Regions from separate parts of the Mus musculus genome. Here all the other regions are linked to region 1. A link is a contact called in public HiChIP or PLAC-seq and promoter capture Hi-C data. All regions are on one chromosome and are shown on one strand. Each heading gives the region's core, a stretch centred on a gene start, on an enhancer-like site or on the middle of the called end of the contact. The rest is flanking DNA. Distances are from core to core; before and after follow the strand shown. Region 1 holds the start of Fam83f (family with sequence similarity 83, member F). Region 2 holds the start of Gtpbp1 (GTP binding protein 1). Region 3 holds the start of Sun2 (Sad1 and UNC84 domain containing 2). Region 4 holds the start of Npcd (neuronal pentraxin chromo domain). Region 5 holds the start of D730005E14Rik (RIKEN cDNA D730005E14 gene). Region 6 holds the start of Pdgfb (platelet derived growth factor, B polypeptide). Region 7 holds the start of Syngr1 (synaptogyrin 1).

Region 1 (3,960 bases), core at 769-3,268:
TATTAGCCTTGGCTGTCTCACCCTCCCCTTTACTGCTTCAAGAGCCTCTGTATTCCCTAAGCAGAGGGCCTGGCCTCCAAAGCAAGCAAGCGCTCTCCTAACTAATGGTAGACTGTGCCTATAGTACTTTTAGAGTGGAGTGCTAGCAGCGGGAAACCTTCTGGTTCTCATGAGTGGTGAAGAACATTTGAGGGAACAGGCAGGTTTGCTGTTACTCGACATCCCCAATGCCAGCAGTGACTATTGTCACAAACCCTGCAGTTTACTTTTTTATTAATTTTTTAAAAAAATTGTTATGTGTATGGATGTTTTGTTTGCAGTTATGTCTATGTACCATATGCATAGCAAGTGCCTGAAGAGAACAGAAGAGAGTGTCAGAGATGCTCTGGGACTTGAGCTATTGATGGTTGTGTGCCACCATATAGGCCCACGTCCTTTGGGAAGCATCCAGTGCTCTTAACCATGTCTCCAATCCCTGCAGACAATCTAAACACTCATTTCTCCAGACCATCAACGGGGCTGTGGGGTATAGATCAATGAAAGAGCCCTTTCCTAATTTTCCAAAGCCCTGAGTTTTATCCCAAGCACAGAGGAGGGAGGGAGGGAGGGGGAGAGAGAGAGAGAGAGAGAGAGAAGGAAGGAGTGAGAGAGAGAGAGAGAGAGAGAGAGAGAAGGAAGGAGTGAGAGAGAAGGAGTGAGAGAGAGAGAGAGAAGGAAGGAGTGAGAGAGAGATAGAAGGAAGGAGAGAGAGAGAGGGAGAGAGAGAGAGAGAGAGATGCCTATTGACTCCTTCATACACACCCCTAATAACCCCAATAACCTCTGTTTCTTTATAAGAACAAGCAAAGGAGGCCACATGTTGGGAAAGGACCTCCCTCACCGCAGAGAGCATAGCAGTTCCTTTGCTTAGCCGCTCCTTTCTCGGGAGATATAGAAAAGCATTTATTTCTAGGCCTCAATTTCCTCGTTTGTGAAATGAGGGGGTTGGACTCATTTCTAAAGCTCCTTCCAGCTCCAAGTCGCTGTGCTACAAAATGAGAGAAATGTGAACCTTTGGTTGCTATGATCTGAAAATATTTTGAATGTGGAGAATCAAAATTGTACAGCAGCACACGAACAAAATAATATGTTAATGACTAAGAAGATTGTATTTAATCCAATGGGAAACAGCAGATCCTCTGGTGGTGATGGTGGTGGTGTGCACGCGCGTGTCTGTGCTCAGCTTCCTTCCTTGGGCTCAAACATGTATTTTGAATCGCTAATATAGTAATCAGGCCTCTGGCAGCCTATCAGGCCCAAACACACGCACACACCACTTCAAATTAAAATGAGGGGCAAATCCACTGCCTCCTGCTTACATCTTTGCTATTTGGGTGATTCTTTTAGGAGAAAAAAATTTTGTAGTGACGGTGTTGGTGTTGAATTGACAGCCCCTGGAGGCCTCTGATCTCAGAACTGGGACGCGTGGGCGGGAGAACTAGGGATTTCATTAGCATCTTTGCTTTCCCACACAGACTGCCCCCTACACAGTCCGACGATCTAGCCCAACAGCACACACACTTGGACCCTGAAGGCCGGAGTGGGTCAGGATGCTACTAAATTCCGCAGGCGTCCGGACTAGAACACGTGCTCTGGGCCCTGCCTGCGGGAAGATGAGGCTGTACCCGCGGGGCTGAGTCCCGAGGGTGCTGGAGGCGTAAAGGGGTCAGGTCGCCGACCTTCCCTGCACTGATGGGTCGCAGCTGGGAGGCGGGCGTGACTCAAAGGCCGCACGTGCCTCTGACCACAGCCGGGCTTTCACTTCCACGCCGACACTCTGCACCCCAGCCGGGCTAAGTAGGCCAGAGACGCAGGGCGTCGGCTGAGCCGCCCGTGAGGTCCCCGCAAGCCCTGCAGAGGCGGCGGTCCCTCTCCGCCCGACGGCCGCGCCCGCACCGGGGCCCGCGCCGATTGGCCGACTGGCGATCGCTGGGCGGGCCGAGGCGGACCTCGCGGCCAGGTGAGGCGCCCCGCCCCTCGAGCGCTCCAGGTGCGGCGGTGGGGACAGCAGGGTCCGAGCCTGGGGCCCCGGGACAGGGCTGGGGCGCCATGGCCGAGTCCCAACTGAGCTGCCTGGACGAGGCGCACGTGAACGAGAGGGTGACCGAGGCACATGCAGCTTTCTACTACTGCGAGAGGCGGCGGGCCGCGCTGGAGGCGCTGCTGGGTGGAGGCGAGCAGGCCTACCGCGAACTGGTCAAGAAGGAGCGGCTGCGGGACTTCCTCTCCAGCCAGGAGCGCCAGGCCCTCTGCGCCGCCTGGAGCCCCTACGAGGAGGCAGTCTCCAGCACCCGTGCCAAGGCTAAGGCCAAGGCCAAGGTCCCGGCCCAGCCCACTGAGTCCCTGGCCTACTGGCCAGACCGCTCGGACACCGAAGTGCCCCCACTGGACCTGGGGTGGACAGACACCAACTTCTACCGCGGTGTGAGCCGAGTCACGCTCTTCACCCACCCGCCCAAAGAAGAGAAGGCACCGCACCTGAAGCAGGTGGTCAGGCAGATGATCCAGCAGGCCCAGAAGGTAGGCCTCGGGCCCCAGTCCTGCACCAGAGGGACCCCCCACACACACACACACTCCCCTGCCTGGTCTCACTTGCGGGCCACTCTCACCATCCTCTGGGAAATGGACCCCCGCTGGCGCTCACCTTGTGCAGCTGTGATGAGACCTTTTGAAAGATGGATGTGTAAGTTCGTGGCAAAGCACTGGTTTTTCTTACTACAGTGTCTAGGTGCGCTAGCCTTGTGTTGGTATACCTCTGTCACCATCCATCTTCCTTGGGCAGTGTGACAGTTGTGAGGCCCTGTGCTAAACTAGCCACTCAAAGGGCTTGATCATGAACTATCACCAGGGATTTATTTACAAGGCGTATCCTCGGCCGTTTCCCTATTTGATCTTCACAATCGCATGAAGTTGGTAATAGCCTCCCTTCCCCTCTGGGCCAGATGAGCTTTTCTTAGGAGCCTTTCTCCCCCAAACAACCCGACTTTCCCATTATCATCCTCTCCTGGGCTTGGCACTAGAGCCCAAGCAGGCTCAAATGAATGAGGAACGCTATTTTAAGCTCTAGCAGTGGCTTGGCCCAGTGTTGGGTGCTCCCACAAAGCACTGGACCAAGCTCAGGAAGAGGCTCCTACTTTGCCCATCTGCTCTGCTTGGGTGTTGAGAGATGTTTCCAAGGAGCCTGGTTAGAATACCAGTTGGACAGCTGGCTGTGGGGTAGGTGAAAGACTAATCTTTTCCTCTGTGCCCTTGGGTACTTGGGTAGTTTCCAGATAAAATGTGGGCTATTGCATTAAATTCAAACTTCAAATAGGTCTTTTTGTATCTTTTTATTCCAAATAAGCTGCACGGCGGCTGCATTGATGCTAAAAGTGACTTTTCATTTACCTAAATTCAGATTTAATGGGACAGATATTATTTTACCTTCTAAAGACTGAGAGGTGATAGACATACTTTTATCCCATGCATGTATTGTGTTTGGGGTGTCCTGGCACATATGGATGTCAAAGGACATCTTTGGGGAGTCTGTTCTCTCCTGCTACCATGTATGTGGGTTCTTAAAGTTGAATGCAGGTAGTCAGGGTTGAGGGCAAGCATCCCCCACCCCCAGGCCACTGGGATTTATTAAGCAACGCCAACAACCTTTGATGCCCAGATCAGAATGTGCAACTAGAGGCTTGGGTCCACTGTTGTTACCTAACTTTGTGAGTGTAATTACAGCCATCTTTATCCTGGAGGCCAAACAAAAGAGATGCTAGGAAGGACAGTGAAGGTCTCTTCTTTCTGGGAGGCGTGGCCTGGCTGTGGACGAGATGCTTGCCAGAGAAGTTAGCTTTTCACTGTCCTTCCTTCCACCTTCCCTCTAGATAATTGTTCCTTGTGTGACTAAGCTTTCTTTGTGTGCTACACTCTGCTGAAAAA
Region 2 (3,960 bases), core at 591-3,090, 980 kb before region 1:
TAAGGGTTTGAGCTTGGACCAAATTGTTTTCAGAAAGAGAATGTAAAGATGATTAGGAATTACCTCTCAACTGTTACTTTTTATATTTATTCTCCAAAACATTCAATTCGAAAAGCAAGTATTCAGAATATATATCCTTTCTAGGCAAAGTCCTATAGTGAGAAGGACAGTCTTTCCCCCCAGCCAGATAGCAATGTATTCTGAAACTGAACTTTTTCTGGCCATACAATGCTAAATAGCAATCGAAGCAATAGAATTAATACAACTGTCACCTCTGATCACCCCCAGCCAAGCAGTGAGCAACCTCCAGTTGAATTCTTAATACTTGGGGATACTGTCAGAATCCACAGATATAGGGTTACGGTCCACAAGACTGCCTCTCACTTTAGGAGTCCGAATCTCTGGGTCTGGAGATATAGCTCAGAGTTTCAGAAGACCTGGGTTGGATTCCCAGTACCCTAATGGAGGCTAACAATCGTCTGCGACTCTAGTCCAAAAGGGTTCCGGTGCCCCATTTAGACTCTACAGGCCCTGCACAAAGGTGGCACACAGACATACACACACACACACACACACACACACACACACACACACCATTCATACAAAATAAAAACAAATCTCAGTAAAAAACCATTAAGGTCAGGTTTCCAGCAGCATCTGCTCACAGACTTGGTAGTACGTTAAAAATGAGGACAAGACTCTCCCCGAATTAGGTGACGGCTATATTGTACCCTTTTCCTTACTTACTATATACATCCTGTGGTCCAATCCCTAAATTTCTCGTACTTCCTCAGGCGGCTGCTCTTTTTTTTAATCTATTACCAGGAGGAGTGGCCAGGTCCAGCCAGCATAATTAGATCTTGGTAAAAAACAGAACTCACCTAATAGTCTAAATTTTTCAGACATTTGAAACGGGAATTTCAGGTACACGAACGGCGGGTTTTTTTTTTTTTTTTTGGACTGGGACTTTCCACAAGTGGCAACTGAAAAATAAGCCACAAGAAACTACCTTGACAGATCCTAGACCTGTGGCTCAGCTGTTCACCAAAAACGTGAGGGGATTTACGCTAGAGTTTGGGCTGTCAACATCTTTCTGTTCACTCAGTTGCTCTCCGAGGAGTCATGAATGGAACTCCCTGAGGTCAGCATTTAATTAATTGTCTTGGTCTGGCGGCTGTAATATTACCACTCCTGGAATACATAGCATCGATTCTACTATAAAAATTGCCTTGCGCATGCCAGCACGCCGGACACAGTGTTGCAGCAACTGCCTTCAATCATTCGGAGTGCCAGGCTCATTTCACAGTTTACTATCTGGGTATGCGGCGGCCAGACGCGCGGGACTTAGGGAGGACAAGATTGGGTCCCGCCCTTGTCCATCATTTTGAGAGGCTCCAGGCGGGACTGTTTTGCAGTATGATTTGGAGGCTGGCCCCGCCTCTGGAAAGTGAGGTGGGGAGTAAAGAATGGATGCCTCTTTTCATTGGATTGTTGTCAAGTCAGTCAAACCTCTGCTTCGCTCCCGTTGGCGGGAAGGATCCAGGCAGGTAGCGTGCACGCTGTGTTGGCCCCACTAGAGGTGGGACCAAGGCTCCCGACCACTACGACGTTTGTTGTTAGGGTTTTGGTCTCATTAATTATTCATTAAAGTATTTGAGAGAGCTGCGACGATTGGTAAATGAGAGACTGGGTCTTCTGTGTCTCCGCTAGAGATACGTGACAGTCTCGGGAGGCGGGGAAGCCGCGCATAAATTATTCTAACAAGAAGGGGCGGGGCCGAGCATAAATTAGTTAAATGAGCCAGGGAGGGAGGGCGGGCGGCCGGCTGCGAATTAGCTTAAGTTCTTAAAGATGGCGGCGGAGCGGAGTCGCTCCCCGGTCGACTCGCCGGTGCCGGCCTCGATGTTCGCCCCCGAGCCTAGCTCTCCGGGGGCGGCTCGGGCCGCCGCGGCCGCGGCCCGACTCCATGGCGGCTTCGATTCTGACTGCAGCGAGGACGGCGAGGCGCTCAACGGCGAGCCGGAGCTGGACCTCACCAGCAAGGTAGGCCCGGGAGGCGGCGGCGGGGCCAGGGGTACGCGGAGGGGCCGGACGGTCTCCGAGGCGACGGCGGGCAGCCGGCTGTCCAGTGGCACGGCTCACGGGAGCGCTGAAGGGATGCAGCCCGCCCACCTGCCGCTCTCCCGAACCTGCCGGGCCCGGGCCCACTCTCCGCACCGGGCAGCGTCCACCCGGCCTCCCGCGCTTCCCGCTCCCGCCTCGATCGCTGCCACTTGGCTCCGCCACGTGGAACGGGGTTCCCGACTCGGGCCGCGCGCCCTGTGTCCCTGTCCCCGTGTGGATCAGCCCGCCCTCCCCAGGAGGGGGGTCCCTGAGACGCAGGGTCTTCCTCTTCTAGGAGCATCCCGGAGGACCAAGTGTCAAGGTGGCTTGGGCAGGGGGCGGGATACTCACGAAGACAGGTAGCCAGTCTAAGGGGTGGCAGCCGTTTCTCTTCCTGGTCTCTGGAAAGTAAACAGAAAGTAGTTGCTCAGTCGGCGAGAATGATGTCCGAGGAGCGTCCTCTTTCCGTGTCCACCCAAATAAAATAAAAAGATGGGACCGACAAGATGGCTCAGCAGGTAAAGGGGCTTGCCTCCTAAGTTTGACAACCTCAGTTCGATCCCCAGGACTCACCTAGTGAAGGAGAGAACTGATTCGTACACCGTGGCACTCGTCGCCTTCCCACACCCTGCCTTGTTATAATTAAAAAAAAAAATAGGCATGACCCTCAGCCTTGCCACTTACGAGTGGAGCCACCTCTTGTATTCATGCAATATGGAAGGGCATCTTTAAGTAGCATCTTCTGCGGTGTTGAGAAGGTAGGCAGAAATGAAGATCTCACCACTTACTTGGCATTGTGGAAAATAAGAAAGTAACTATAAGATGTTACTGGTGTTTAGAAAGTGTCAAACATCACTAAAGAAACTGATGCCAAGGGAGGGACTGGGCTTCCCTTCCAACTGTTGCCATTAAAAGGGTCTGTGACCTTAGGAAACTTTCTTAACCTCTCACTTCTCCAGCATCTCATCAAGAAAATGCAGATGTGTTGCAAAAATTAGAAGAGAGCTGGGCAGTGGTGGTGCGTGCCTTTAATCCCAGCACTTGGGAGGCAGAGGCAGGTGGATTTCTGAGTTCGAGGCCAGCCTGGTCTACAGAGTGAGTTCCAGGACAGCCAGGGCTACACAGAGAAGCCCTGTCTCGCAAATTAAAAAAAATAAAAAAATTAGAAGAGAATGTTAAGACCCATTATAGTCCCAGATGCATATCAGAGACTCACTAAATGTTTGCACTAGATAGATGATGATTCCCTGTGAGGATTAAAAAGCAGCTGGTGGAAGATAGAGCAGCCCCACCCCCTGCGCTTTGTAGGATAATTACAATAGAGATTTTATGGAGCTTTGATGTCTGTGGTCATACTATGCTGAACGAGCCTGATCTCGTCTGATCTCGGAAGCTAAGCAGGCTCGGGTCTGATTACTACTTGGATGGGAGATTTTATGGTGCTTTGAAAATGTGACATCTCATGATGGCAATGCTACATAAAACTTGGCTCTAAACTGGAAAGAACCTTTGCCCCCAACCTAAGTAAGCAATTCCCAACTGTTCTTTCTCCTTCTAATCTCTGCTGGGCCCTTGGAAGCCAACTAGCATCTTTTGTCATGATGGTCCTGTCTAGTGCCTCTAATACCATCATAAGGGTGGCCAAGCTCAGGGAGACCTCCATCCAAGCAAAATGCTAGAGACAATGTAACACTGGCAGCATCTGGGTTACAATTCTAAACTCTGATGAGTCAAATGGCCTGTTGGAAATGTACTGACTAGATGTCAGTGCATGGTCAGGGAGCTGAAGAAACCTGAAAGCTCAGTGGGAAATTGGGACAGAGCTGTGAAGAGGGTGGGACCTCTTTGACCATTTTA
Region 3 (3,960 bases), core at 877-3,376, 930 kb before region 1:
GCCAGTGTTCTTAACCTCTGAGCATCTCTCTAGAACCCACCTTTTCCTTCTTTTTAGTCACAATCTCTGGTTTGCTACATCCCGTGCGGAAACCCTTCCCACCATATTCTGCAGCCCCTCAGCACACTGTGCTGTGACACCTTGATGTGACAATGACAATGATAAATGACTACTAGCTACCTAATTCCTTTCCTACTCATTAATGACCCCAGCACAAGGAAGGCGGCCATCATCACCCATCTACAGGGAAGAACCTGGAATGCTAGCCTGCAGGTGAGAGCCAGGTCTCTCTGCTCAGACCTGACAGGCTGCAGGGCCTGGACATTTGCATTCCATCAGAAGGTTTGCAAGTTGTTTGTTTGGGGAGTGTTACAGCTCCATATAGCATGCACTTGGAACATGGCTGTAAACTGCGTGGTTACATAGCAGTTACACAACCAATATTTGTTAACAGAAGTAAGGCAGGAGGTGGAGCTGTTGTGTGGTCTTGCAGTCAGTCTAGCCTATAGAACAGTTACAGTCACCACATGGGGTGGAGTGAAACTGATAAGAAGACCAAGGTGAAAACAACAAGTGAAGATAAACAAATCTTTCAGGCACGGGACCCAGCTTCAAATCTCAGAATATCAACCCAGGAATCTCACCGAGCCTGGGCTAGCAGGATTACAAAACTTTAGATCCCAAACCCATCCAAAATGAGTTCCTGGTACTTGTGACTTAGTATTGTTTCTGCTATTCCTGGTGGATAGTGACCTCGCATGGTGGGAAACACCCAAACCCAGACCACAGAAACCAGAAGGTCAGGTTCATCCAGCTAGAAAGACAAGTAGCCTCCTGTCTGGGCTAACTGGCATCTTCCCAGGTGGGATGCCCATCTGGCATCTCTCACTCTCTTCGACTGGTGTTGGTAAAGGGACCAAGTGGTAGTAGCCAAAGCAGGAAGTTGCCTTGGTCCTGGGTTGTATTCCAGTCCTTATAAGGTAGTTCCCCCCATGACTGCCACCCCCACCTGACAGCTCCAGATGCCCATATGCTCCACCTCTTAACCCCTGCCCCGCTGTAGCACATGAAGCCTTTGCCAGGGGGGAAAAGAGTGTAACATGTTTATACAGTGCCCACGCCGCTGTTGCAAGAATCTAAACGTTCTGAGTAGGTGGAGAGGTGGGGCACCGAACACTGCCCCGTGTGCCACCTCCCAGCACTCCCAGAGCGGTGTGGACCTTATCTTTATCTTTCATATTCATCCTGTTGTCACAAAATAGTTTGCCACAGCGGCCATCCAGATTACACAAGATGACAAAGGTCTACCGTGGGGAGCCGCTGAGATAGACACTCCTCCATCCCGCCATTAGTTACAAAACCCTCAAATAAAACATACTTTCCTACTGCAGAGCCTTGGTCCCGAAGATTCCCCTATCCTGGGGAATATTATACGTGACATTTCCACTCCATTTCCCCTGGGACACAAAAAAGTGCTCCAGGCGCTCACCCTCTGTCCTGGCTCTAAGTCACACCCCGGAGCGCGCTGGCTTTGTTTTGTTTTGGTTGGGTTTGGCTGTTTTGGAACTGAGCTAAAAGGGCCCTCCCCCGTACCCCATAACTGTGACAGGCAGCGGTGGCGCAGGCTGAGAACTTCCAGTGCCAGGACTCGGCCTGTGGCACAGCCCTGGTCCGGTTTGGGGCGGCTGGGTCTTGGCTGCCCTCCTCCCCGGAGGCTGCTGGGGAAGTCCCGCCTGGGGACAGCGCCCTCCCCGTGACCGCGATGCGTCAGGGCGCCGGCCCGCGAGTGTCCCGGGGCGTGCGTCGCGCAGGGGCTGGAGTGGCCCGGCCTGGCCGGACAGGGAGGCGCAGGCCCGCGCTTTGGCCGGACGGCGACCCGGGTCAGGCGGGCGCGGGGCCGTGGGGAGGCGGGCCCAATCCCTTCTTTACCTTGCGTGGTTCTTCCCGCGTCGGAGTCCCCCGGGCGGCGCCGCGCACTGGGCCGGGCCGGGCCCGGGGCTGGGGCTGAAACGCGCGCGGAGCGGAGACGCGGGACGGCGCGGGGTCGGTGAGCGGACAATGCGGCCGGCAGAGGACCGCGCTGCGCGAGTGGGGCAGGGCGGTGCGCGCGTGGCCGAGTGTGTATGTGTGCGCCTGTCAATCAACGCTGACAGCCCACAAGTCATTGGCCGGGCCCAGCCGGCCCGCCCCGCCCTCTGCCGCCGCCCATTGGTTGATTTGAACACAAAGGCTCCGGCTCGGCCCGCCCTCCGCGTGGGCCCTGTAGTCCGCGCGTGGGAGGCGGGGGCGAGTACGACCTCCAGGCTGTGGGACCCGAGCGTTCCCTCGCGCATCCGTGCCCACGCGCGCGCGGCGCCGGAGCTCTAAAGGCTTTAGGTGCGGGAGCACACAGGGTGTCATGAAATTGGCCCCAGGATAGGGTCCTGACGCGGCCCCGCGCGGGTGGTTTGGACGCTTACCAGCGTCAGCCGTGTCTGCCCATTTTAAAGACGAGGGAAACAGGTCCGTGGAAGTTTTTTTTGTTTCTTATAAAGAACCCACCCAGAGGGGAAGTTGAGTCTAGAAGATTAATACTATTTAATTTTAAGGTTGAATTTTAAATTCCAAGGTGGGCAGGATACCCATCTTCCCGCACCACCTATTTTTGTTGTTGTTTTTGTTTTTCCAAGACAGGATTTTACTGTCACGGAGATCCACCTACCCCTCTGCCTCCCAGGTGCTGAGATAAGAGTGCACCACCATGTCCAGTCAGAAACCCCAAGTTTGACAGCAGCTTTTCTGTTTTAAAGAAGGCTCCATCCACAGCTGGTTGCAAGAGAAGGTAGGGCTGGCAACACGGTTCTCCTACTTTCCTCCCCCTGGGATGAGTTCCTGACTCCACGGACCTGTCCCCTCCCACCACCACCCCATCTCTCTCTCTCTCTCTCTCTCTCTCTCAAACACACACACACCCCGCCCCCAGAAGATAAAGGAGTGCGACTGGGGATAAACCACTTCTGTTCAATATCTTCTAAGGATGATGAGATCCGGTGTCCTTCACTTTAAAATGCCAAGGGGGTGGGGGGAACTGGGACAAGAAAGACAGTGGTGGTTCACGCCTTTAATCCCAGCACTGGGGAGGCAGAGGCAGGCAGATTTCTGAGTTTGAGGCCAGCCTGGTCTACAGAGTGAGTTCCAGGACAGCCAGGGCTATACAGAGAAAGCCTGTCTCGAAAAGAAAAAAAAAAAAAAAAAAAAAAGCTGGTATCCAAAGGCAGTAGGAAACTGAGGAAATACACACACCCTCATTTTGGATTGGTTCCACTGCCAAATAAAACCAGATCCCCTTTCTAGACCTCCATTGTCCCATCTGGAAATGAGATGCTGTCTACCCTTACAGTATCTTTGGACAATTATGCTAACTATCTTCTTCTTCTTCTCCTTTTCCTTCTTCTTTTTTTAACTTTATTTTATTTAATTTATTTTTATTAGATAAGATTACAGAGGGGAACAACCTTGACCTCAAGAGTAGGGCCACATTCAGACTTTATGGTCCTCCATTTTTAAATTTATTTATTTATTTTTGCCGCGGGTAGTGCCTTCCCCATCTTATAGCTCTGAGGTGGAGCACACGCACAGACAGCCCACATGAGGGCTCTAGAACAACAATAAAGTTATGTTTCTACCCACATGGGTATAAAGATGATACTTTATTATCATGTTGTAATGCTTTTCTTGATTTATAAGACATCAACATGAACTTGATGTCCTCGCTTGGTTCCCGGCTGCTGCGATAAAGCACGGACCAAAAGCAACTTGGAGGAGGCAAGGACTTCTCTGGCTCACACGTCCCTATTGTAGTCTCTCACTGAGGAAAGTCCGGGCAGGATGTCAAGCAGGAGCAGAGGCAGGGACCGTGAAGAAACACTGCTTACTGCTGTGCTGTTCCCTATGGGTTCCCTCCGTTTGTGTTCTTATACT
Region 4 (3,960 bases), core at 370-2,869, 840 kb before region 1:
CATCAGGGATCGTCTTGCTCTCCTCTTCCCAGGCTCTGTTCTTCCTCATCAAAAACAAAACAAAACAAAACAAAACAAAAACAAAAACACCCCTAACTCTCCAAGATGGCTTCCCATGAAGTTCTTCGCTCTCTTGCCAAACAGGCTATGTTCACCATGCCCCACCCCATCTTCATTGGAACCTCCAGAAATATCAGGATTAGGGGTAGACAGGCTCAGGACCCGAAAGCTGGTAGTCCAGTGTGAATGATCAAATTCAGGTTGAAGTAATTTAAGGTCAAATTCAAGCCGGGCCCCCAAGTGCTATGGGAGAAGGTACAGAATACACTCCAAAGGAGGTGGGCAGTTATAGGGCATGGGAGGCCAGTGTTTTGCCAGGAGGTAAGCCTATCTATACTCAACAGCTCCAAGACTCTAAATCACAAAACAGGCCAGTGTGTTCAAGGCTGGAGGAGATGAAGGGTCTCACTAGCGAAAAGAACTTCCCAGTCACCTCCTCCCCTGAGTATGCCCCACCTGCTTCACTCACCCGCTTCCTGGAGCACAGTCGATCCCCCACCCCCAGTTCCTGGTTTCATCCCTGATTACCCCACTCCCAGGCCCCTCTGGCTGGGCTGGCTACGGCCCGCTGCCAGGGACTTGTCAGGGACTCACAACCACCCCCTGCCCAGCTGGGGCCCCTCTGGAAAAGCCTGCCCGCCTAGGCAGCGGCGGATCTGTCCCTCCCTTGCAGGCCGGCCCTGTGCTGCGCCCTGGCTGGGGGCCCGAGCGGGGGCTGCTGGGGCTGGGCCAGGTTACCTTTAGGAGGAAAGTTTTGGGTTTAGGTCCCCTCTTCTTGGGCCCATACAGCTCACGTTCCCTTTCCCTGTAGTCAAGAAACGCCAAAGATGAAAAAGGGTCCCTTCCTGGGCCCCACTCCCCGACCCTGCCCGCCTTTCCCGCTTCCCTGCGCGGCGCCCCACCGCGCCTGCCAGCTTCTCCAACTCACTTCTGCTCGAAGGCTGCGATGAGCCTCGAATCCAGAATGTTCTCCTCTGGCTCCCAAGTGCTGTACCTGCCGAGTCACGCGTACAGAAGAGCAAAATGAAAACCCAAGGGGCAGGGGCACACCGCGAGGGCTCAAGCACGCACCCCCTATCCAAGGCCCAGGTGTCTTCTTGCCGCCTCCCCAGTCCCCATGCCAACGACCCACGACACTCACTTGATCGCCCACCCTTTCCATTTCACCAGGTACTCGATGCGTCCCTGAAAAACAGAAAGGAAAAAAAAAAAAATAGGGGGTGGGGGTGGGGAAGATGCAGGGACGCGAGGAGGCGGCGGCGCGGGGGTGGCTGAGGGAACCCGGCTAGCCGGACCACTGCACCCCGAGGGCCCCGCGGGCTCCGACACCACCGCGGGGAACACAGGGCTGTCCCGGCCGAGGGCTCACCTTGCGGATCCGGCGTTTAATGATGGATTCGGCCGCGAAGACCCGCTCGCCTACTGCAGACAGCTCCATCTTGCTCAGCGGCACCCACAGCCCATAATACTCCCTGCTCCCGCGGCCGGTGCTGCACCGCTCGCGCACGCGCCCCAGCGCTCAGGCCCCCGGCGGGCGGGCGCTCGGCGGGGCGCGCGCTCGCGTTCCAGCTGCGGGCCGTCACGTGATGCTCCGGGCCTGAGCGCCGTTGCCAGGGCCTCCCCCTCCCCCGGGGCGGTTGCTAGGGAAAATGAGCGCTCGCGGGGCGGGGGCGCGCGAAGGCTCTTAAAGGGGCCTGTCCTCTCCCCCGCAGTCCTGGCGGGAGACCGATGGATGCTTGGCTGCTGCCAAGCCGAGTGAGGTGCAGTGCAATCCTACATTGTCCCACTTCATCCTGCAGGCCCAGGATCCCTGCCACCTCCTACCCTCCTTGTAACTCCTCATGCCAGAATTGCCAGGCCCTCGACAGAGAGATGCGATAGGCCCAGGAGTCTCTAGGCGCTGTGCATCCTCCTGCAGACGTTTGCAAACAGTTAAATATGATACAGCAGAAATGCATTCACTGCAGCTTTGCCAGGCCTTGTGGGGATTTCTTTAACACATCACCCCATCCATTATTTATGTATTCGTGGGAGTGTGGTTTTGTAACCGGTTCAGATAAGTTAAAACAAAAACGCCACAGCAGGAAGGGGGCGGCGGGGGGGGGGGGGTGACTGCAGAGGTGACCCAGGCCTGCGACCATGGTCTCAACACCTACAAGTAGACCTTGGCGAGTGTGTTTATAAACCAAAGAGAGAGAGGTCTCAAAAGAGAACCGCAGGGCATCCCAGATTGAGTCCAAAGCAGTCTTTCTTTGGGTCACTCAGCAGAACCCGCCTTCATGGTCAAATCTGTATTGGGATTTTCAGGCCGCAGGCCACAGCATAATTCTACAAACCACAGCTGCAGGAATGACTCCGCCATTGCTCCTGGGAGGCGCAAGTGGGATCTGGAACTTTCCCTCTTGGATGTAGCCCACCTCGCTGGAAACACACATTGAAAAATTATTTAATCGGAGTTTCCATTAGGCCAGTGGTCTTGTTCTTTGCAAAAAGAAAAAAAAATTAACCACATATAAATAAGGAAACGAAAGGGAAGGAGCAATTCATAACCTGTATTAAGTCATTGGGGTCCTCTAGCCCAGTTCTTTCCCTAAACTCGGGCCTGCATGAATATGCATAGATACATCACCTACTTGGAGAACACAGGCACACATGTTCTATCTATTTAAATGTTTAAGCACTATAGGGTTGTACTATTCACACTGGAGATGCTATCCTCCCTTAATGATATTGATTGGACATTAACACTGATTTTGCTCTGTTCACCTGTTGTCTAGGGCTGGGCTGGAGGAGGGGTGGGGATTTGTAAGGGTCAGGATTATCTTTTGATTTCATGATTGGCTTATTAGAATGGGGTGGGGGCACAGGGTTGTACAAGTCTCCCCGCGATTGCACCATTTCTTGAAGGTGCAAATTCACTGATGAAAATCTCAGCTTTCCATCCCTGCACGCCTGCAGATATGTATAGAAAGTACATTGACTGAAATCCTTCTGCTCCCCCTCAAAGTCTTTATGCTACTGAGAAAATCCTCTTAGCTGGCAAGACAGCAAACCTGAGGTGAACATCACCTAAGTAGAGAGTTGTTCTGCCCCGGTGGGGTGGCGTGGATGAGCAGGTAAGTTGAATGTGTGGGTGTCTGTGCTTGTGCAAGCTGAGGAGGCCACAGGATGAAGAAGATGGCCACCTATCCACATAGCAGATCACTCAGCAGTCTTTGTGAGCCATTGTGGAAGCTTTGGGAAACAAAAGTCAGTGCGGTGAGAAAATTGCCTTTCTCCCTGCGTGACCTCAAGGTGCAGATAGTTCCCCAGCAGTAGATGGATTTGTGTCAAGTTGCTGCTGTAACAAACAGCTCCAAATAGAGCAGCGTAACATGACCCGCTCTGGAGTGCAGATGTCCCAGGTCACAGACATTGAGCTAAAGTCAAGGCTAAGAACCCTGAACACATAAACAGCCCCTGGCCTCAGGGGGCTTCTAGAGGCCACTGTCACTCCTTTGGCACTCGGTTGTGTTGCTCACATTTCTTTTTTTTTTTTTTTTTTTTTTTCTTTTTGGTTTTTCAAGGCAGGGTTTCTCTGTATAGCCCTGGCTGTCCTGGAACTCACTTTGTAGACCAGGCTGGCCTCGAACTCAGAAATCGCCTGCCTCTGCCTCCCGAGAGCTGGGATTAAAGGCGTGCGCCACCATACCCCACTCACATTTCTAATCCTATGGACACTTCACCACCACTGACTATCTTCATGCTTCTTCAAGCGGACCCCGTGGTTATATTGGACCAGAATAACCTCTCCGTGGCATCAACCTTAATCCAAGCATATCAGGACTATGCCTTCTTACATGGTCCCTGTTGCCCTCTCTAGACCGGTTTCTCTGTTTCAGTTTGTGGGTGTATGCCTGT
Region 5 (3,960 bases), core at 1,018-3,517, 780 kb before region 1:
TTGTACAAGGCAGTCGTTTCCAGGTTCACTGATCGATTAAAATTCCATCCAAGGCACTTCAGGAGACATCCCATCTCTCTTGTCAGAGGATAGAGGACAGGCTGGAGAGATGATTCAGTGGTGAGGTAAGAGCACCCAGGGTCAGTTCCCAGCACCCACACTGCTGCTCACAACCATCTGGAACTCCAGTACCCAGGGACCTGGTGCCCTCTTTTGAATGGTATATACACATAGGTGCAAACAAACACTCATACAAATACATGTAATAAAGAAATAAATACAGTGACTGGCGCTATTTCTTTCATTCATTTCTTATAACAGTTTGGGCACTTGCTAAGTTTCTTACATAAACCACATTTTATCTTGCCAGCATCCCAATAAGGTAGCTTTTTTAAAATGCCCATTTATAGATGAAGAATATTAGACTCAGGATGTTAAATAAATCATCAAAGGCCACATTAAGAAAGAGACAGAATATCTTGGCTGCAGGGCTGGTATTATTAGCACTATGTCCTCCTTTGGATCTGAGTTTGGTGCATTTTCTGGATCTACTTTTGTTATATTTTCTTTTTATATGTGTCTACTTCCGACTGAAGTATTATTTCCCATTAGTGCTGTTATATTGTGTCCATTTGTTTTCCAAGACAGTAGAAAACTACACACACTCCCTCCCCCACCAAGTTCAACAAGTTTGGCTTTGTAAAGAAATAAGGATAGCCTTCCACCAGATGGGGGCGCTGTGACACGCTCGCCCTACAGGAACTGGCTACTGTGCCCAGAGCCTCTGTGGAGAGCACCGTGTATACCTGCACACGTGTATCCCAAACCACTGGAAGATTACTTGACTCCGTGTGCATTCACTCCTCCAAAGAACGCTAGCTGAACCTCAATAACCAGAAGCGTGCACTTGCTACATTTGACTGGTCCACGCTACTGCCCTCGAGAGACACAGGTCTGTGAGAACAGTAAACTCATTTCGGTCTCCCTCATCTGCAGGGAAACAAGCTTGGATGACGGGCTCTGATACCAGCTCGGCCACCTGCTGCTGGCTGATTCGGAGCCATCAATGATCCATTTTTGTGCTCCCCGTTGATCTCAGTCTAGCTCCACACCTGGGGCAGTTGGGAAATTAGAGGTGAAGGGTGCCAAAATCCAAGCCACAATTAGAAATGCGAAGCCAGGCTGTCCCCTCCCCTCCTAAGCCGAAGGGAGAAAATGTAAGGGTCCCCACTCCTTAACACCTACAGAGTCAAACCCTTGGTTCAACTGGCAGCTTTGGCTGCAAGCTCGGCACAGGATGGTCTAGGCAGGTTGGATGGAGACGCCTGGGGCCACCCTTGGGGCGTCTGTCCTACCCTCACCGCGGTCGGCATCAGCTTCTCTCTACCATCAGTTAGTTTCCCTTTCTCTTTGCGATCCCCGCGGGCCGCTGTACAGAGGAGCAGGTCTCTGCCAAGCCAAGGGACAAAGAGGTGGGCAGGAGCCTTCTGGGCTTGATCGCCTAGAGCCCTCCCATTCCGGGAGCTGATGCAGGAAGAAGGTGGGGCCTGCATTCACTTGGCCCGGGAGGTCAGTTTCACTTCTGGGGGTCTTCCATAGCCTGCTCACAGAAAATGCAACCCCAGCGCCTGGGGCCCAGAGCTGGGATGGGACCATTCTGTCTGGGATGCAGCCATCGCAAATGCTATTCACCGATCAGGTACCGCTGGCCCCGCTCCTCCAAAATTTTCACTGCAGTCTCTTCCTGGTGGCCCCCATTTTGCTGTATACCGAGCCTCTCCTCTAGGTCCCCAGCTCCCGATTCCTCTCTCACATTCTCCAGGATACTCCGTAGCTCCCACTCCCCTCGAGGGTCCTTGTTCTGAGCCGCTTCGGTTACCTTATAGCTGCTTCTAAACTGGCCACCCTGTACCCCTCTCCACGTCACCCATATTTCTTCCTGTTGAGACTTCTCAGTCTGGGGTTACTCGCCTTTGGGTCTTCATGCTGATCCAGGGCTAGGCTGGTCTGGGCTTCAAATTTTAAAGAGAAATCCATGGAAGCAGACTTTGGACGACCATGTATGGAGAACTTTCGATAGATGTCCTAGAATATCCGTGCTGTTTTAACCCAACCTCAGGGGATACTGGGAGAAGAGGGGACCACTCTCTAAGGCAATGTGAACCACCTTTCCAGAAGTAGCCACTCTGAGCTGGGAAAGGGAAAGGGTAAAGAGAAATTCCCCTAACACACCCATTGCCTGGATGCTTGTGGAGACTTCTCGGAACCACACCAGTCAGCTAAGAGAAAAAGAGAAATAATAGGGGGCGGGGTTGGCACTGGAGAGAGATGGCTCAGCAGTTAAGAACCTTTGTCACCTTCCACAGAGGACCAACTGCTACCAGCAAACACATGGTATGGCTCACAACCACCTATAACTACAGCTTCTGGGAATCCAAGGCCTTCTCCTGACCCCCAGACATGCACATATTAATTCAGAACACATACACATATGTATACATGCCCAATGGCAAGAGATGTGAGTGGCCGGGTGTGGTGGCGCACGCCTTTAATCCCAGCACTCGGGAGGCAGAGGCAGTCGGATTTCTGAGTTCAAGGCCAGCCTACAAAGTGAGTTCCAGGACAGCCAGGACTACACAGAGAAACCCTGTCTCGAAAAAAACAAAAGAAAAAAAAAAAGAAAGAGAGAGATGTGAGTGTATTTTAAACCTACATATAAGAAGAAAGTTATACTGCCTACTCCCTTGGGTGACATTCTGATTTTTGTCCCTTCTCCTGGTGCCTGTGATGTCGGTGGAGGCCACTGTCCCGTGGGCAGCCCAGCTGCAAGTGGTGCGTGCATGCGTGGGTGTGGTGGAAATGCAGGCTTTAACTTCAAAGCTAATACTTTTACCCGCTGAACCATCTCCCTGGCCCGTCTTTCGAACCAATTCACCTCACCCTGAGCAACTTTGTCCTGTCCAGTGATGGATAGACCTGTATAGAGAGAGGCGACAGTCATATCACAGAATAGCATGTCTTCAGTCTTCAACAGAAAGCCCCTGGCCAGCTGTCTGTCTCCAGGATTAGGGCTCCTGAAGCCAGTTATCAGCAATTATCTGTTAATAGCCTTGTCCCCTGGGTGTGGCCTTGTAACCAGTCCCAGATGTCACCTCTCCTTCCAGAGTCAGAGATAAGCCTCCGATCCCATTCTTCTGACCAAGGCTTGATAGACGTCTGATTTTTCCAGCTCTTTTCTACAGGCTGCTGGCTATGAGGGAAAGGGTCCAGCCTGGGGTCCTCCCAGGCCACTAATACCTAGCCAGCTTTGAGGGAAGGGATCCAGACTCTGTCTCCTGATTTTTTTTTTTTTTTTTAAGATTTATTTATTGTAAGTACACTGTAGCTGTCCTCAGACACTCCAGAAGAGGGAGTCAGATCTCGTTACGGATGGTTATGAGCCACCATGTGGTTGCTGGGACTTGAACTCCTGACCTTCAGAAGAGCAGTCAGGTGCTCCTACCCACTGAGCCATCTCACCAGCCCCCTGTCTCCTGATTTTTGGTTGTTATTATATTGTGGAATTTTATTGTGATGGTGGTGGTAGTTTGGCTGTGTTGTTGTTGTTGCTGTTCTTTACATTCTTGTCTCCCTCTCCCACCCTCCCCCACCCCAGCCCCGACAGGATTTTACTATGAAGCCCTGGCTAGCCTGGCACTCACTATATAGTTCAAGTAGGACTCGACCTTGGCATAATCTTCTTGTTTCTGCTCCTTAAAGACTATAGTTACAGGCTTGGGCTTTCCCTGTCTATTTGGGGGGACCCTCGCCTGCAGGGTCAGGGAAGGACTTGATGAGTTCAGGTTCGAGAAATCCTGAGACATTAGATTGCCCATGTGACGTTAGGAATTTCTCTAACAGTATATAGTGTGGTGGGCCTGGGAGATGGGCACAGTATATAACTCGGGCGCCCATCTGGAA
Region 6 (3,960 bases), core at 571-3,070, 660 kb before region 1:
CCGCATCCTGCTTGCGGGGAAGAGAAGTGCTTCCTCTCGTAGGGTGCCGGCGCAGGTACTGCTGGGCCTCAGACACACACCGCCCCGGGGGCTAGATTCCTTCAGACCAACACCCCCCCCCCCGCGCGCGCGCCCCACCTCCAGTCCTGTCTCTACTCCAAGCGTCTGAACCTACCGTCTGTCTGTCTGCCTGTCTCTCTAGTGTCTCCGTCTCTCTTTCTCTGGACCCCTTGCGCCAAGATACAAGGTGCTTTTGGATCGTCCAGCATGACCCCAAGGTGCCCACTCTAGACCAGTGCAGAAGCTAGGGTGGGACCAAAACCCTTGCCAAAGATCTCTGGATATCCTGAGTTCGAAGGCACATACTTCTAGGGCAGGCCGGGTCCTGGGCAGAACCAAAGCCCAGGCTGGTTCTGAGGAGGACACAGGAGGTCTCGATGCCTTAGACACCCTAGATATCACCTCACCTTTTCCCCTTAACCGGGAAGCTTAAGATCTCTAGCTCCTGAGGCAGGGGGCAGGGCAGCACACACCTTCTAGGACACTAAAAGCTTTAGGGATCTAGATTGGTCCACTGGAAAGAAACCCACCGCTGCCTCCTCCCCAGGAGCCCAGCACCCCGGACCTGGCCTCCCAGCCCTTGGGGCCACCCAGTGCCCGGCGCCTGACTCACGCGCTGCAAGGCTCCAAAGTTCACTGCAGGGAGAGGAGGGGGCGGCCAGGCGTGGGGGCTGGGACAACCAGGGAAGGATCCAGCCCTAGCCGCCGTCGCAACTCACCTCGGCGCTGACCAGACGCAGGTAGCAGCAGAGAGGAAGGAAGAGCGCCCAGCAGCGATTCATGCCGACTCCGGGCCCGGCCCCGCGGGGCCCCGGACGCGTAGACGGAGCGCGCCGCCCCCGCGGCCAGGGTTGGGGGCTGGGGAGGAGGGTGGGCTCCGCTCGGGTCCCCCGCGATCAGGCGATCAGGCCGCTGCAGCCGCCGCCGCGGCTCACCCGCATGGCCCCCGGGCGCCGCCGCCCCCGGCCCCGGCTCCGTCGCTGGGGGGCTGGGGAGGACCTGGACAAGGGACCGGGGTCCAAAGCCGCTACCTGGGCGGATCCCGAGCCCACGCGAGCATCCACAGTCTGGGGGCTGCGTCGCGAACCAGCCAAGGCGTCTAGCCGTGTGGGGGCGCGCAGGGGACTCCAACCTCAGAGAGGAAAAGGAACACGGCAGCCGATGGTTCGTCTTCACTCGCCCGCTAAAGGCGTGTTCCTCTGCCTGCTGGCTTAGCTTTTTTGCAACATTTTCTGGAACGGACCCCCAGATCAGAAAGCGCAGAGCTGGGGACCTCCAAGCCCAAGTCTCCAAAAAAAAACTTTTTCCAAAGTTGGCTTTGCAGCGGCGGCCCGAACACCCGGGCAGGGAGAGGTGCAAACTCCCGCCCGGGCCGGGTGGCGGGGCGGGAGCGTGTGCGCCCTGGCGCAGGGCCCAAGCGGCGGGCACGGCTGCTCCGAGAGCGCGGCGCGCCCACTGCGCGCTGGGCTGGTCCGGGCCGACAGGTGGACGCGGCTCGGGTCAGTCTGTCTATCTACCCACTCGCTCGCCACTCTGGGCTTCCTCTGCGGGTTTCGAGCTGCGGCTGCTCCGGCTTTCTCGTTGCAACGAAGCTAGAGGGTGGGCTTTTTTTTTTTTTCCTCCTTTCCCTTTTGCGCGTGTGTGTATGTGTGTGTGCGCAAAATATCTCTCTGGAGAAAGATGGGCGCTGGCGGCCGGAGGGAAGCCCTCAGGGAGGCAGCGGGGGAGGCAGGCAGGCTGCTCCCGGCTGCAGGAGAAGTTGCCACCCTTCAGCTGTTCCGGCCTTTATAAAGGAGAAGGGAGAGTGCAAGAGGTGGGTGGAGACAGCCTTTCCTCTCCTGGCCCGGAGTCAGCGCCGGGAGGGGGCAGGAACCAAGGGAGGTCCTCAGGCAAAGACTGCTGCTTGAGGGGTCTCTGAGAACTACGCAGCCCCTGTGACTGTGAATCTAGCCTCTTGGCAGGAACTGAAGGTGAACTGCGGCCCCACCCATTAGCACAGTGTTTAGGGGCCTGTCTGCAGGGCCAGGACCAAGGCCAGGAGTGTGGCCCCTGAACCCCAGAACCAGACATCTGCAACCTGGCAGCTTAGATTCCATTGAGTCTAATTAAATAGCTGGGTCACCTTGGGCACGTCACTTTCCTTCTGTGATTCACCCTACATTCTCTAAGTGGGGGACAAAGTGTGTGGATTAAATGTCAGAATGATCAGAAAACATCCAGCCACACACCAGCCCCAAGGTTGAAGCTCTAAACCCACAGCCAGCGGGAACCCTTCAGCTACAAACTGGGTCTGCCTCTCCTTGCTTGTCGCCTGGCACACAGCATGCGCTGCCATGCCAGCATAAGCTGAATTTGAGTCTGTTGAACTGCAAAGTCACTCAACCCACCCCACCCCCAGCCCTGCACCATCCTCCCAAGGACTGCCACCAAGATGCTGCCTTCAAGTCACCAGGGTGTTTACTACCCCTCTCTGCCCCCCACCCAGTTCCAGGCCCAGAGGCTACCCACCCACACCAGCACTCTCACAGTTAACACCTTCCACCCCCAGCTCAGGGAACTGCTGTGTCCCTGCCTTCAGCAGTCACACTGTCACAGTGACACAGTCACACGCAAGCACGCTTGCCAGCCCAGCACCCACCACAAGACCGGCAGGCTCACTGCAATGCCTCCTGCCTTTAGGGCACCTTGCCCTCATCCACTTCTGCTGCCTGTCATCTCCACTTGGTCTGTATCCCCATATCCACTGAATGGTGCTGTTGCCTCTCATGGCCCTGGATGAGGTGGTACTGATAAGGAAGAACCTCTCGGGCCTCTTTACACGTGGCTCCAGGTACCCCATTTTTCCAAATGACTAGCTAGCAGAGTGGCTGGGAGGTAGCCTGGAGCAGGTGACCTCTAAGGTAGGTTAAGCTCACCAATGGTACCTTGATTTCCTCTTCTGTAACTCGGAGACATAACCGGAGGAGAAGAAGAATTGCAGAGGATCGTGGGAAAATGAGAGGGGGCTGGCAATGTTTGCCATCTCTGTGACAGTGGGCTCCATAGGTTGGGTTGGGGGTCTGGGGAGACCCCCATTTGGTAAAATGCTTAGAAGAGGAGCTGAGTCCAGTCCCAGAACTCATCTAAACAGGCATCGGGAAGGTAGAGACTAGCACTTGCCGCCCGCCCAGACAGTCTAGACCAATCTGTGAGCTTCAGGCCAATGAGAGACACTATCTCAAAAGACATTGACAGTGTTTCTAAGGGTGACACTGGAGGTTTTCCAGTCACCTGAACACACGCGCAGGCATGCACACACACCACACACATATACATGAACTTGGTTTTAAACTGATACGTGCAGTACCTTGATGCAGTGAAAGGGGTTTGCCCTCCTCACAGAGTGGCAGGAAGCATACAAAAGAGACTCCTCCCTAGGACCATCATCCAGGACAGACAGATATGTTGAGACAAGATGACAGATAGCCCTGTTTGGGTGGAAATAATTCAACACACTTGACCCCCGTGTCAGAAGACTTAGATATTTAAAAGTACTTCCTCCAGACAGCTGGGTGAACTTGGCCTTGCTCTTGCCCGATGTCCTTATCTGTAAGTACAGTGGTAGAGCCACCAATGAGCTGACCCTGCGTCCCTGCAGAGCTTCTATAAGATATGTTGTTATTTTATCTTACCACCGTGGAGACTGGCCCACATAGGGACTGAGCAACTTGGACTAGATCACACAGTTCTAGTAATTTATGGGGCCACAACTTGGACTCCAGGGGTCCATCATTTTTATTATTGATTGATTGATTGATTAGATTTGTGTGTGTAGGTGTTTTGTCTGCGTGTGTATGTATGCGTGTGTATGTCTGTGCATTATATGCATGCATACAGTACCCAGAGAGACCGGAAGAGGGC
Region 7 (3,960 bases), core at 820-3,319, 580 kb before region 1:
GTGATCTCTCAGCAATACTCTCTTCCTTGATGCTGGCTGGGTTCTTACCTTGTCTTTTCTGCATCTATTTGCATTTCCGTAAGCCTGCTTCTGATACCTCTTCAACTATGTGGTAGCCTTTCCTTTATTTATTTTGTTTGTTTGTTTTTGAGACAGGGTTTCTCTGGGTAGCCCTGGCTGTCCTGGAACTCTGTGTGTAGCCCTGGCTCTGCTGGGATTAAAGGTGTGTGCCACCGCTGTCAGCCATGCCTTTTAAACTGCACGGTCATTGTGTAAACCACATATACGTAGATAGGTTGATTAGTTCATTGATTTCCCGTGTGCCGGGTGACAAGCGTGTTAATATGAGTAATTGGGATTGGAATAAAATCACCTTGGCTAGATTACCAAGGTGTAGGCGGCATACTTGTTGTTGAAACTGCTCCACCCTGTGAATTTATTGTTATGAGATAAATCGTGGAAAGATATGAACGTGTTCATCTATGTGTGCCATAGAACTCAGGACAAGGTACATATGGGCAAGAGGAGGATATTTGTACAACATTCAAGGACTTGTAGTAAGTACCGGTGCTGGCTGCTCAGCCCAGGAACCTCCTGACCACACAGTTTTGTGCTTCAGGGAAAATGCTTTGTTAGATGTGATGGCTAATGCCTGTGATCTCAGGACATGGGACTGTCCCGAGTTTGAACTGAACACGGGCTATACAGTGAATTTAGCAGTTAAGAGCACTTGTCCTTGCAGTGGACCAGAGTTTGATTCCCACACAGTGACCCACAAAGGTCTGTAGAGCTCCAGGTCTAGGGAATCCCACACCCTCTTCTCACCTCCTCAGGCAATGCATTTATACGATGCTCATATGAACATGCAGGCAGACACTAATACAAGACAAAGAGAAAATAAAAATGAAAAAAAGTCTTCCAATGTACAAAGTTATAAAGATCTTCCCTTGTTTTCCTCTAGACGTTTTATAGGATCATAGTATAACAGCTGCCTCAGACCTGAAACTCCATCACAGGGATAAAGCAGCAGGAGGAATAGAAATTCAAAACCCATCCCCCTCCTCCCGGTGAATTCCAGAGGCCGGCCTCTACAAGCCACTCTGTCTCAAAAACAAAACAAAAACAACAAATAAAAACAACGACAAAAGCCCCCGAGAGAGCCGGGCGTGGTGGTGCACGCCTTTAATCCCAGCACTCAGGAGGCAGAGGCAGGCGGATTTCTGAGTTCGAGGCCAGCCTGGTCTACAGAGTTCCAGGAGAGCCAGGGCTATACAGAGAAACCCTGTCTCGAAAAAAACAAAAAACAAACAAACAAACAAAAAAAGCCCCCAAGAGCCCCAAAGGGCCAACTATGTTGGGGTTGGGAGGGGGTAGAGTATATTTATTGACCACCTACTGTTTGTGAGGCCTTTGGATATAAACAAAACCTGACCAGCAGGAGCACACAGACAGAGGAGACAACGGAAGAAATAAGTACATAATTAATTATTGGATTAAGGAAAGGGATCGGGAGCTGTGGTGGAAGGGGAAGGGAGTCTCAGGTCTGTTTTTTTCCCAGCTTTTGCCTCCCTTACAGCGCCTTCCAGGTCAGGGGGCGCGTGCATGACATCATCGGTGGAGCTCGGCGGCTAGGTGGTTCTGGGGGCCCGAGAAGGCTGTGCAGATCTCTTAGAGAGGGTCATTACTGCAGCCAGCGACCTACGGACGCGTTCAATGAGCCACTGTACGATCAAACGGAGCCCCTTCCCTTTATTTGAAGCAGAGAGCGAAAGGAAAGAGGCAAATGAATAAATAAATAAATACATAACAAAAAGAGTTTCCTGAAGAACTACATCTCAGAGGGCTTCCGAAAGCGGGGATGCGGCTGCACTCTCTGTCCACACCCTGATCACGCGCTATTTTGCAAAGAGGTCACCCCGCTGGCTGGGAGCGCGCCCCACACCGGGACCCCAAGAAGCACCCGCTTTCTGAGCGCGAGCTTCGGGGAGCTGCACCTGCCGTGCACGGACGCCCCCTGGCGGGAGCCCCGGCAAGCACTAGCCGAGCGCAGGGGAGGGGGCGGGGGCGCCGCGCACGCGCACGGGTCGGCGGCGCGCGCCGAGCGGGGGGCGCCGCGCGGTGCAGCCACGATGGAAGGGGGTGCGTACGGAGCGGGCAAAGCCGGGGGCGCCTTCGACCCCTACACCCTGGTGAGGCAGCCACACACCATCCTGCGCGTCGTGTCTTGGGTAAGGACACAGCAAGGCGGGCTGGGGCGCGGGGCGCCGGACACCGACGCGACCTCACCTGGCCCGGGCGGCCCTGCTGACACAAGCGGATCACGGCCCCTGTCACCGAGGTCCTCAGTCCCATCGCCGAGACCTCCAGGCTGTCGCTGCTTTACACTTAGCGGCTAGGTTCTCGTGCGTCGGTGGGGACGGAGCCCAAGTTTAAGGCCGCTTATTGGGGGGCGCGGATCAGGGCGTGGATCTTTTTCTAGGGCGCACTGCTGCACCTGCCGCGCGCTTTCGGGGCGAGGACCTGGAACTAGATTTTGTTGCTCACTCTGTACGCTGCGGAGCTCTGAGTCTGGAGCCTGGATTTTTGGGTTCCGTCAAGACCCGCATCTGTTTTGCCGCGTGACCTTGGGCAGGGAACCACCCCAAAAAAGATACGAGGGATTCAGTTCGGATCTGGGTGGGGAGCGTCACCTCTTATGTCATGCCTCAGTTTCTCGATTTATAGGGGTGGGAGGAGCCAGGCCCCTTTGGGCTCTGACATTTTATGAATCCGCAACTCTCCGATCCCTAACAAACACCTGAGTGGATTCTAAATGTGGTCTGGAGAAAGGTTCCTTCCATGCAATAGAGAGCAGAGAAGTCTGTTTGTTCGCAATCTTTAGCCCACCTAGTCCGTGCAGGTCCCCCAGTGCTGAGTGGGGCTCAGCTCAAACCTGGGGGGTGGGGCAGAAACATCTTGAAGGAGTGGCTCAGGAGGCCTTGCACCCCAGGGTGAGGAGGCCTGTAGGCTCTGGGGTTGGCTGGCTTCATGGAGGGTCTTGCCCCTGTAGATCTGGGGGTCCATTCCTGTTGTGCTAAGACCAGAAGAGCCTGCATTGGTGACACGGGTCACGGACCCCTGGGGGCTAATAACCGAAGTCAGCTGTGACCCGGGCTTGCAGAGGTGCCCTCCTTTCCTCGTTTTCAGGGCCATTTCAGGATCTGATGCGTGGAATGGCTTGAGATTAATTCTGGTCTTACGGGGATCTTTTACGTTTCCTTCTTGTGGGGAGCCTTGTTTCTGTTACTCTTCATGGCCGTGCAGCCCAGCTATATCCGCGAGGGTTTGTGACACCGGATTTATTCATTCTTGGCCCTCCCCAGCTCTCAGATGCCCCTGCAGGCCCTAGGTAAAACGGGAACCCTGGAGGCACCTGCCTGCTCAGGTGCGCTGCTTCCTCTGACCTCTCTGGAGCCCCTGGCTGGGATGTTGGAAACACAAGCTTTGTGAGGGGGCGTGGGCGTTCCTTCTGCTTGGGTCATTTCTACCGGTGATGGCTTCATTTAGCAAAGCTTTATTGAGTCTGCCAGGCCCGGAGGGGAGGGAAGGGAGGGAGGGCAGCATGACTCAGGCTCAGGCTCGGTCCTGATGCTCAGGGAGCCCACAGTCCTACTAGAGAGGGAGCCAGGACCAGAGGTCTCCCTGCTGTGGCATGGATGTGCTTCGTGGAGGTGATGTCATGTTGGTTCTAGTGGGACACAGAGGACCTACACTTCACATCAGGGTCAAAGGAGGACATGCCCAGCAGGAGGGAGAAAAATGAACTAGATCTAGCACCCACTCATGGATCTTGGGAAAGGCAGGCAAGCCTTGGAATTCAAGTCTTCCTGTCACCAGAGGACTGGGCTTCTGATGCAGAGGAGATGGCAACTCCTGTAGTTTCCAGACTGGGAAGGTTGTAAAGGTGATGAAGCCCAGCCC

Evidence for each region. Promoter capture Hi-C pulls out the DNA fragments that hold promoters and counts their contacts. HiChIP or PLAC-seq counts read pairs in DNA pulled down with a chosen protein or histone mark. Capture Hi-C pulls out chosen DNA fragments and counts their contacts.
Region 2: an HNF4G HiChIP or PLAC-seq map of pancreatic cancer cells shows a contact between it and region 1. The contact joins the promoter of Gtpbp1 here to the promoter of Fam83f in region 1. A contact is called at or near these places in 1 of 39 promoter capture datasets (liver) and 1 of 115 datasets of contacts at active chromatin or transcription factors (pancreatic cancer cells).
Region 3: a FOXA1 HiChIP or PLAC-seq map of pancreatic cancer cells shows a contact between it and region 1. The contact joins the promoter of Sun2 here to the promoter of Fam83f in region 1. A contact is called at or near these places in 3 of 39 promoter capture datasets (hippocampal neurons and liver) and 1 of 115 datasets of contacts at active chromatin or transcription factors (pancreatic cancer cells).
Region 4: a contact with region 1 is called in a promoter capture Hi-C map of liver, with 2.3 times the contacts expected there. The contact joins the promoter of Npcd here to the promoter of Fam83f in region 1. A contact is called at or near these places in 2 of 39 promoter capture datasets (both in liver) and 1 of 115 datasets of contacts at active chromatin or transcription factors (pancreatic cancer cells).
Region 5: a promoter capture Hi-C map of adipose tissue shows a contact between it and region 1, with 2.1 times the contacts expected there. The contact joins the promoter of D730005E14Rik here to the promoter of Fam83f in region 1. A contact is called at or near these places in 3 of 39 promoter capture datasets (the SN4741 cell line, liver and pre-B cells) and 1 of 9 other capture datasets (adipose tissue).
Region 6: an H3K4me3 HiChIP or PLAC-seq map of bone marrow-derived macrophages shows a contact between it and region 1, with 6 times the contacts expected there. The contact joins the promoter of Pdgfb here to the promoter of Fam83f in region 1. A contact is called at or near these places in 1 of 39 promoter capture datasets (hippocampal neurons) and 2 of 115 datasets of contacts at active chromatin or transcription factors (bone marrow-derived macrophages and pancreatic cancer cells).
Region 7: a promoter capture Hi-C map of adipose tissue shows a contact between it and region 1, with 4 times the contacts expected there. The contact joins the promoter of Syngr1 here to the promoter of Fam83f in region 1. A contact is called at or near these places in 11 of 39 promoter capture datasets (the 3T3-L1 cell line, 3T3-L1-derived adipocytes, cranial neural crest and 6 more), 1 of 484 Hi-C or Micro-C datasets (pre-pro-B cells), 11 of 115 datasets of contacts at active chromatin or transcription factors (astrocytes, bone marrow-derived macrophages, embryonic basal ganglia and 8 more) and 3 of 9 other capture datasets (adipose tissue, embryonic stem cells and liver).

The regions. Positions count from the first base shown.
Region 1 is chr15:80,669,829-80,673,788 of GRCm38.p6, forward strand. It overlaps Fam83f (family with sequence similarity 83, member F), which reads left to right and starts at 2,019. Exons shown (of 5, transcript NM_145986.2): 1 at 2,019-2,559. The coding sequence starts at 2,089.
Region 2 is chr15:79,689,056-79,693,015 of GRCm38.p6, forward strand. It overlaps Gtpbp1 (GTP binding protein 1), which reads left to right and starts at 1,841. Exons shown (of 12, transcript NM_013818.2): 1 at 1,841-2,043. The coding sequence starts at 1,852.
Region 3 is chr15:79,740,410-79,744,369 of GRCm38.p6, forward strand. Sun2 (Sad1 and UNC84 domain containing 2) reads right to left here and starts at 2,127. Exons shown (of 18, transcript NM_001205345.1): 1 at 1,930-2,127. It overlaps Gm16576 (predicted gene 16576), which reads left to right and starts at 2,289. Exons shown (of 4, transcript NR_045069.1): 1 at 2,289-2,502; 2 at 2,674-2,821.
Region 4 is chr15:79,832,714-79,836,673 of GRCm38.p6, forward strand. Npcd (neuronal pentraxin chromo domain) reads right to left here and starts at 1,620. Exons shown (of 9, transcript NM_001013362.2): 1 at 1,430-1,620; 2 at 1,202-1,245; 3 at 989-1,054; 4 at 799-865. The coding sequence starts at 1,498. It overlaps Cbx6 (chromobox 6), which reads right to left and starts at 1,620. Exons shown (of 5, transcript NM_028763.3): 1 at 1,430-1,620; 2 at 1,202-1,245; 3 at 989-1,054; 4 at 799-865. The coding sequence starts at 1,498.
Region 5 is chr15:79,890,871-79,894,830 of GRCm38.p6, forward strand. It overlaps D730005E14Rik (RIKEN cDNA D730005E14 gene), which reads right to left and starts at 2,268. Exons shown (of 1, transcript NR_030675.1): 1 at 1-2,268. Apobec3 (apolipoprotein B mRNA editing enzyme, catalytic polypeptide 3) reads left to right here and starts at 1,538. Exons shown (of 8, transcript NM_030255.3): 1 at 1,538-1,699. The coding sequence starts at 1,647.
Region 6 is chr15:80,013,157-80,017,116 of GRCm38.p6, forward strand. It overlaps Pdgfb (platelet derived growth factor, B polypeptide), which reads right to left and starts at 1,821. Exons shown (of 7, transcript NM_011057.4): 1 at 780-1,821. The coding sequence starts at 842.
Region 7 is chr15:80,089,265-80,093,224 of GRCm38.p6, forward strand. Syngr1 (synaptogyrin 1) reads left to right here and starts at 2,070. Exons shown (of 4, transcript NM_207708.1): 1 at 2,070-2,228. The coding sequence starts at 2,130. Gm31134 (predicted gene, 31134) reads right to left here and starts at 2,570. Exons shown (of 2, transcript NR_168675.1): 1 at 2,287-2,570; 2 at 1,469-1,747.